Regions from separate parts of the Anas platyrhynchos genome. Here region 1 is linked to region 2. Evidence: chromatin contacts called from public Hi-C data. All regions are on one chromosome and are shown on one strand. Each heading gives the region's core, a stretch centred on a gene start, on an enhancer-like site or on the middle of the called end of the contact. The rest is flanking DNA. Distances are from core to core; before and after follow the strand shown.

Region 1 (3,346 bases), core at 408-2,907, 42 kb after region 2:
AGAAAAAAAAATAATAATAATATGTGTATCCCCACGGGTGCAGGCACAAGACAGGAGAAATTACAGGAGCAGCAGAAAGGCGGTAAAATAACCTTGATAATGGTTAGCATGGTGAGAGCTTTGATGTGTGTGGGAAACGAGAGGCTGCGAGGAGGTGGCATTTCAAAGACCTGACGCCGAGGGCTGTGTCTGTAAAGGCTGCACACACGTGGAGATGGAGGCAGCAGGGTCTGGGCTGTGCAGCCCTGCCCTCTGGAAGATCCTGGCTTTGCTTACAACTTCCACAAATAGCAATAATTGAGGCCGAAGTTTCCCGTCAACCTGCACTCAAGGAGGAGCCCTGATGTCAACGGAGCAATAAAAAAGCACTAAACTTGTAAAACCAGCCCCTGAAAACACGGTTTTCACCGGCCATGCGTCAGGTTCCCCGTAGCGGGATGCTGTTTGCTACGTGACGTTGCTCAGACAAACCCATCCCCTTGTGTCGGGTCTGGTGGCGTGCCAGTGAGTGCTGTCATACGGCCAGGAGGAAATGAAGAGCTTTGCACTTGGTCTATTGTTTGGGTGGTGGTGGAAATTAAGCCTTCCTAAAGCTGGAATGGAAAGCAGGTTCAATGGGTATCACCTTCCCTATCTGCCCTCCAGTGTGCACCTGAAGCACTGCCGCCAGCCGAGTTCTGGCCCTAGCTCGAATAATCCCTTCTGCATGCAGCTAAAAACATCCTCCTCATCCTTCTTATCTCTTTGCTTTTCCACAGTGAGTGTTGAAAAAGTGGAGCTAAAGGGACTGGCACACAAGAAGAATGAGAGAAATGTTGAATATTCCTTTGAGGTAAGTTCTGCTGATTGTTTTTGGGATTTTTTTTTTCCTTTGAAAGAAGGGAGGATAACACTTAAAAAGGAGTTAAAGCAATTCTCAAACATTGTTAGATCCCAGAAATTGGTCCTCAAGGATAGGTGCTTAGTCTTTTTTTTTTTTAATCAGTGATTTGTAAGTAGTCATAAATTGCTGTTGATTAACATATGTAGATGTTGCAGAGATTGACTGGTAAGTGGGACACAGGCAAAGAAATAAATCACTCCAATGCAGCCAGTTGTGGCAAATGTATATTTTTAGGAAAAAATCACGCCACACTTGCAGAAAATGGTATCTGTGTCCTGGAATGCAGAAGCTAACAAGAATGTGAGTCTTAATCTGGACAAACGAGAGAAGTCAGGCACTCAGGGCAGTTGTGTGTGTATGGGAAAAGAGGCAGAATGACCATTTATCTCCGTATTCAGCAGCGAGGGGAGTGTGAGACTGTGGCATATGTTTCAGACGTTGCTGGTTTTAAAAGGGGTGTTGTAGAGTACAGAAAATAGCTATGGAAATTATTCAAGGCTTGAGGAAAATGCCATGCAGCGAGAGACTTAAAGAATTCCACCGAAAGATGACTTGAGCATCATAGAAGAGTGTGTTTAAAGGGAAGAAAATATTTTATGGTAAAGGAGTTGTTAATGTAGCAGAAAAAAAAAAAAAAAAAGCATAACAGGAACCGTTGTCTGAAAATTGAAGCCAGACGAATTCAGACTGGAAATGAGAATAGTTCTGCTGGAATGAGAGTGGTTAGCCACAGGCTGCTAGGAGAAGTGGCTTTTCCCCTTTTTGACGCAGCTTTTGGGGCTTCAGTCGTTGCTCACGGTTCCCGTGGGCCTATGATTTCATTCAGTGAAACCCTGTGTTCGTAGCGGAGAGCTGTCAAGCAAGAATGACAAAATGCTTTTGTCCCCTCCAATCTGAAGAACGTATTCCAAAATTCAGAACGCAAAGCCCAGAAAATGTCTTTGGCTTACTTAATGAGGCATCAAAGCCAAACAGTTGGTGAGAAAGGGAAAACCTGAAAGAAAAAGGACAGTAGAATTTCAATTATCTACAACTTTCACTAAAAAGAAAAGTTTCTTTCAAACTGAGACCCAAGCCAGAGCGCCCGTTTGGCGTCTTCGTGTGATGTTGACAGCATTAACCTCTGCTTGTCTCAATTCAGGGATAATGACTGTGACTGGTCCAAATGTCATCAATATTAGAAAGGGTTTTTGATTTTTTTTAACATCCTTCTGAACGATGTCGTCGTCTGGACTCCAGTTGCATACTCATACTTTGTGGAACGTCTTTTCCTATCATAAATTCTTCTATAAATACCAGAAATGACTTTTATCGGTGACAACATTTCACTTGACGGCTTGTAACTAAATAAGCCGTCCATAGTTTGGCTGAGCTAATAAATTGCTCCTTGCTTGGTTAGAAACCTAACTGCTAAATGTTTTGTTGAGGAGCTTGGGACCAGAAGTCAATAGATAGAGCAGTTTTCAGCCTTGCTTGGCGTTGCTGTTGTTCCATGGATTTACAGCTCATGTTACTGTTTTGTAAGTATTGGAAGTTATATCAAGATAGCAAAACACCACTTTTAACAAATGTCAGGTTTTTACAAAACCAGAAGGAAAGAGAAATATCTCCTGTATTTCCTGAAGCTTCTCACCAATCTTAAAAAGGTATTAATTCATCGCAAACCTTAAAAAAAAGGAGGAGAAAAGGCTTTGCAAAACCAGAAGCTGCTCAAGTTTTCTTTCTTCTTTTCTTTTTTCTTTACTTTTGTGTAACAGCTCTGCAGAGAGGAAATTCCTCCATTATGTAATCTATTTTGAAATCCTCTCACCAGTCTTTTTGGCTGCATTCTGGAGGCTGGAAAAACTGTGTGTATGTTTTCAGTTGTCATTGAGACTAGCGTCATGTGAGAAGATGGCTTCCTGCTTCTCAAACACATAAACCCAGCTTCTTCCCATATGTAGCTGCTGAAGACTCGAGTACCTGCCAAACCCTTTGAATTGGGGATCTTATGCTTGAGGGGGCTTGCTAGTTTGCTAGCAATGCTGGCCACTTGCATCCAACCCTCTTCGTGCCAAAAAGCCGCGTATTTTGGCTCGTATTAATAACCCACCACCCAATAAATGCCTCTGCATTGAAGAATGTGATGATTTAACATAGGGAGCCTACAGGAAGAGATACCGAACTGCTTCCTTTTGCTAGGGCTTGTACAAAATGGTGCTGTCCGAAAAGCATAGCTCGGTAACTCCAGGTTTCGTGCTAAAAATTTTGCTTTTTGGCAGCAGGATGGTTTGCTGCCACCTTCAATTCTTCATAGGATATGGAGTAGGTTAGCTCTAGGTAGGCACTGTTGCAATGAGTTGCTCGTGTTGCCCATCAGCTCGCACGAAGCAGCTGTTTTCTGTAACCATCACAAGGAAAAAAAGTTCCATTAGCGAGCAGTCTGTTTTAATGCTGGATGTCTGCAGCGTGCCGGCGCTGTGT
Region 2 (3,160 bases), core at 545-3,044:
GGGCACGGATTTGCCTGGTCCCGCAATGTACAGGGCAAAGTCACGTTCCCCATGATTTCTGGGGTGTGCAGCAACAGTAGGTTCCTGGCACCCTCTAATGGAAAAGACAAGTCACTGAATTGCCATTCCTCCGGCCTGCGAGTATTCTTGGCTCCTGCCTTTCTATTTTTAATTGAATATCCCGGTAAGAGCTCCTGGAGGGCTCGATGCGCCCCACGGCAGCGCGGACCCGTGAGATGTGCTGAGCAAATGTCAGGGCTGCGCAGGGGAAGGAGAGGCTGCCCCATGCCAGCCCCCAGCCCCGTCAGCCAGCACACATTGGGATTGCTGCTTTACTTATGGAAATGCGAGGCGATAGCTGATCATCTCTGACATTTTGTGCCTTGTTTGTGAATTTAAGACACGTGCCCCGGCCTTCCCGTCGTCCCCCCCTTCCCTCGCCGCATCAGTAGGGTGGCATTTTTGGGGTTGGTTTTCCAAGCTTGGCATCCTGGATGCACCTCGTATCTCTGCCCATGTTGAACTGGGCTCTAAACAGAATTACTGCTTGAATTTTCTTTATTTTTTTTTAAATCAGCGCTCAGCCAGCGCCCTGCCCGGCAAAGCCTGGCCAAGTGCAGCTCTGCCCGCCGCTGCCCTGCCGAGAGAGGATGCAGAGCATCAGTAGGACTGCAGCCTGTTCACACCATGCCCGGAGATAAATAATATAAAGTAGATCACTGTTTAATGCAGTAAAATCTGATTTCCAAGAAACATCCACCCGCAGCGGTCTCAAAGCTGGCTGCGGAGAGGTTCACAGACGTAGCCACGCGTAAGGCGGAATTTCCCTTGGCAAAAAAAACTCCAGGAAAACAACGACAGGGAAAGAAAAAAGCAAAGTGCCCCGAGCCTGGCGAATGTGGCATTGCCGGCAGCAGGTTTTAACGTGCCCGTGGCTCCCCGCACATCTGCCTTACAGCAGAGAGCACAAACCAGGGCCAAGTGCGGGATCTGAGCGCGCTGCAGGGGACCGGCGTCCCCAGGGGAGCGCACGGGACGTGTTTTGCTGGTAACTTTGAGGCACAGCCGAACACAGAGCTCTGGAGGTGAAAGCTAGTACTCGAATCCAGCAGGTCGCTTCTGAAAAATCCCTTTAAAAGCCTTTTACTTTGAGAATCCCAGTTTCCACAGCAACAAGACACACAGCGCTCGGCGGAGCCGAGGGCTATAAATAAACCCCAGATCCATAGTTGTGATATTAGCTCTGAGGGCCTGAAAAAAAAAAAAAAAAAAACGCCTTGTGGTAACGAAGGGAAAGGATCGGTGCCGAAAGGAAGCACATTTAATGAGGAAAATGTGGCTCCTCGCTCGGCACACACGGCAGCTTTGAACAAAGGAAAAGCCACGCGGTGAGATCCTGCCTGTTCCCGTGATTTCAGAATCGGTGGGAGCGGTGCCTTGCAATCTCTGCCTTACTCGGGCTTCACCTCTGCCCCCAAAATGGATTTCTTAAAAAACAAGAAGTGGCCTCTAGCCATCGTTTCACGGCCTCGCTGCTTCTGGGGGAGCAAAGCAGCAGCCAGCAAAAGGCCAGACCTCAATGGCCTTATCCCCGTTGAACATCGCCTGGCACACCAGCAGCTGCGCTGCCTCGGCGTTAGGTGTTGCCCCTATTTAAAAAAGGGGTTTCTACGCCTGCTAACTTTAAACACAGACCTAAATCCTACTCAATTCTCTGAATCAGGCCCGCTGCCTGCAGGGGATGATGCTATTCCCCGAGACACAGTCAGAGGGCAGGAATTCGGATCCAAGGCAGGGCTGTCCTTACCCCCTGACATCCGCCTCCGAGCAGAGACGCAATCCCACAAGGGAAGATAAATATTAGCTGTGCTCGAAGCGGGGAGGAAATTAAATAACTCTCACATGGCATGAAAACAGGCTTGTCAGGGGAGAAAGAAGTGGTGGCTCTGAGCTCGCGGAACAGATTTGTATACAGTAGTGAGGAGGAGGAGATGAGGAAGGAGAAGAAAGGAAACACAAATCAAAGAGTTATTTGGAGTTTCCTCTGCTGCAGACAGAAGGTCCGTGTTATTCAAACAGATGTACTGCGTGTCACCAGTTTTCTTCTGTTTGTTATTTTAAGGATGGTCTTAGGAAGAAAATAAATTCCTCTCCGAGGCTCTTTCATATCCATTTTAGGCAGTCTGTGGAGAGAAGCCCAAGGAGTGGGGCTGAGGAGATTCCTCCAGGCTGAGCTGGTGGAGCATCCTCTGCTCCCTCCCCGCTAGGGGATTTTAGGGCATTGCTGGGAGGGAACCCAGCAGCAGCTCCACCTCGGCCGGGGCAGAAACCCACCTCCAGCCCCGAGGAGCTGCCCTGCTGCTGCTCGCTCAGCAGAAGGACCGGGAGGAAAAGTATTTTGGCACAAATATGGGCTTGGGCAAAATCCAGGGGATCCTTCACGTGCCTGTGTGTAAATGGGTGGCAGTCCTCTGCCTGGAGAAGTCACGTCTGCCTGGGGCTGGGGGGACATGGGATGGGGGAAATTCACTTCGGTGCCATCCCTTCGGACCCAAATGTGCTGCATTCAGAGCAAAACTGCACCGGGAGAAGGTTTTGGTGGGAAAGCGACACCACAAACGTTCTTCTTATGAAGAAAAAATACATAAAAATAAAAAAATAAATGGCTGGCTGTGAGTTCTGGGCTCAGAACGCAAACATTTAATTGCTGCACCTCCTGACCTAGTGACATTTCTGGGTTGATTCATGCTTTCCAAAGGGTTTTCAAGATTTTGTGCTCTTCGGTACCACCTAGCCTGGGTAAAAGCAAAGCCAAGGACGTAAAAACCTTCAGAAAACACATCAGGCACAAGACACACGGGATTGCTGCTGCTTTTCTTTACTGCAATTAAGTGATGCTCATGCAAGACATTTTGGAATTAGCCCTCTTAATAAAAAAAAAAAAAAAAAAAAAAAAAAAGCTGGAATTGATAAGCAATAGTAAAAATAAATAAAATATAAAAATAAATAAATAAAGAATTGCAGAGGAAGCAGGCACCAGGCCCACTCTCTGGGGGCTCTGTCCTGCTCCCACTGAAATCAAAAGGAGATCTGGAGTTGGCTGCAGCGGGAACAGGAACAGTCCTTAAGGCACTAATTAGTACAGCTGGCTGAATAATGC

The links. Hi-C and Micro-C count contacts between places; a contact is called where the count stands out from the background.
Region 1: a Hi-C map of liver shows a contact between it and region 2, with 5 times the contacts expected there. The contact joins two enhancer-like sites. A contact is called at or near these places in 4 of 8 Hi-C or Micro-C datasets (F5 follicle, liver, skeletal muscle and 1 more).

Annotation. Positions count from the first base shown.
Region 1 is chr12:2,501,239-2,504,584 of IASCAAS_PekinDuck_T2T, forward strand. ZCCHC14 (zinc finger CCHC-type containing 14) reads left to right here. Exons shown (of 13, transcript XM_027466672.3): 3 at 759-832. Among named protein-coding and RNA genes, the nearest start is that of MAP1LC3B, 25 kb to the right of the region's middle. Within about 2 kb of position 1,658, at least 2 of the 8 cell types and tissues checked have an H3K27ac peak or open chromatin away from gene starts, as enhancers often do.
Region 2 is chr12:2,458,942-2,462,101 of IASCAAS_PekinDuck_T2T, forward strand. No RefSeq gene overlaps it. Among named protein-coding and RNA genes, the nearest start is that of ZCCHC14, 6.7 kb to the right of the region's middle. Within about 2 kb of position 1,795, at least 1 of the 8 cell types and tissues checked has an H3K27ac peak or open chromatin away from gene starts, as enhancers often do.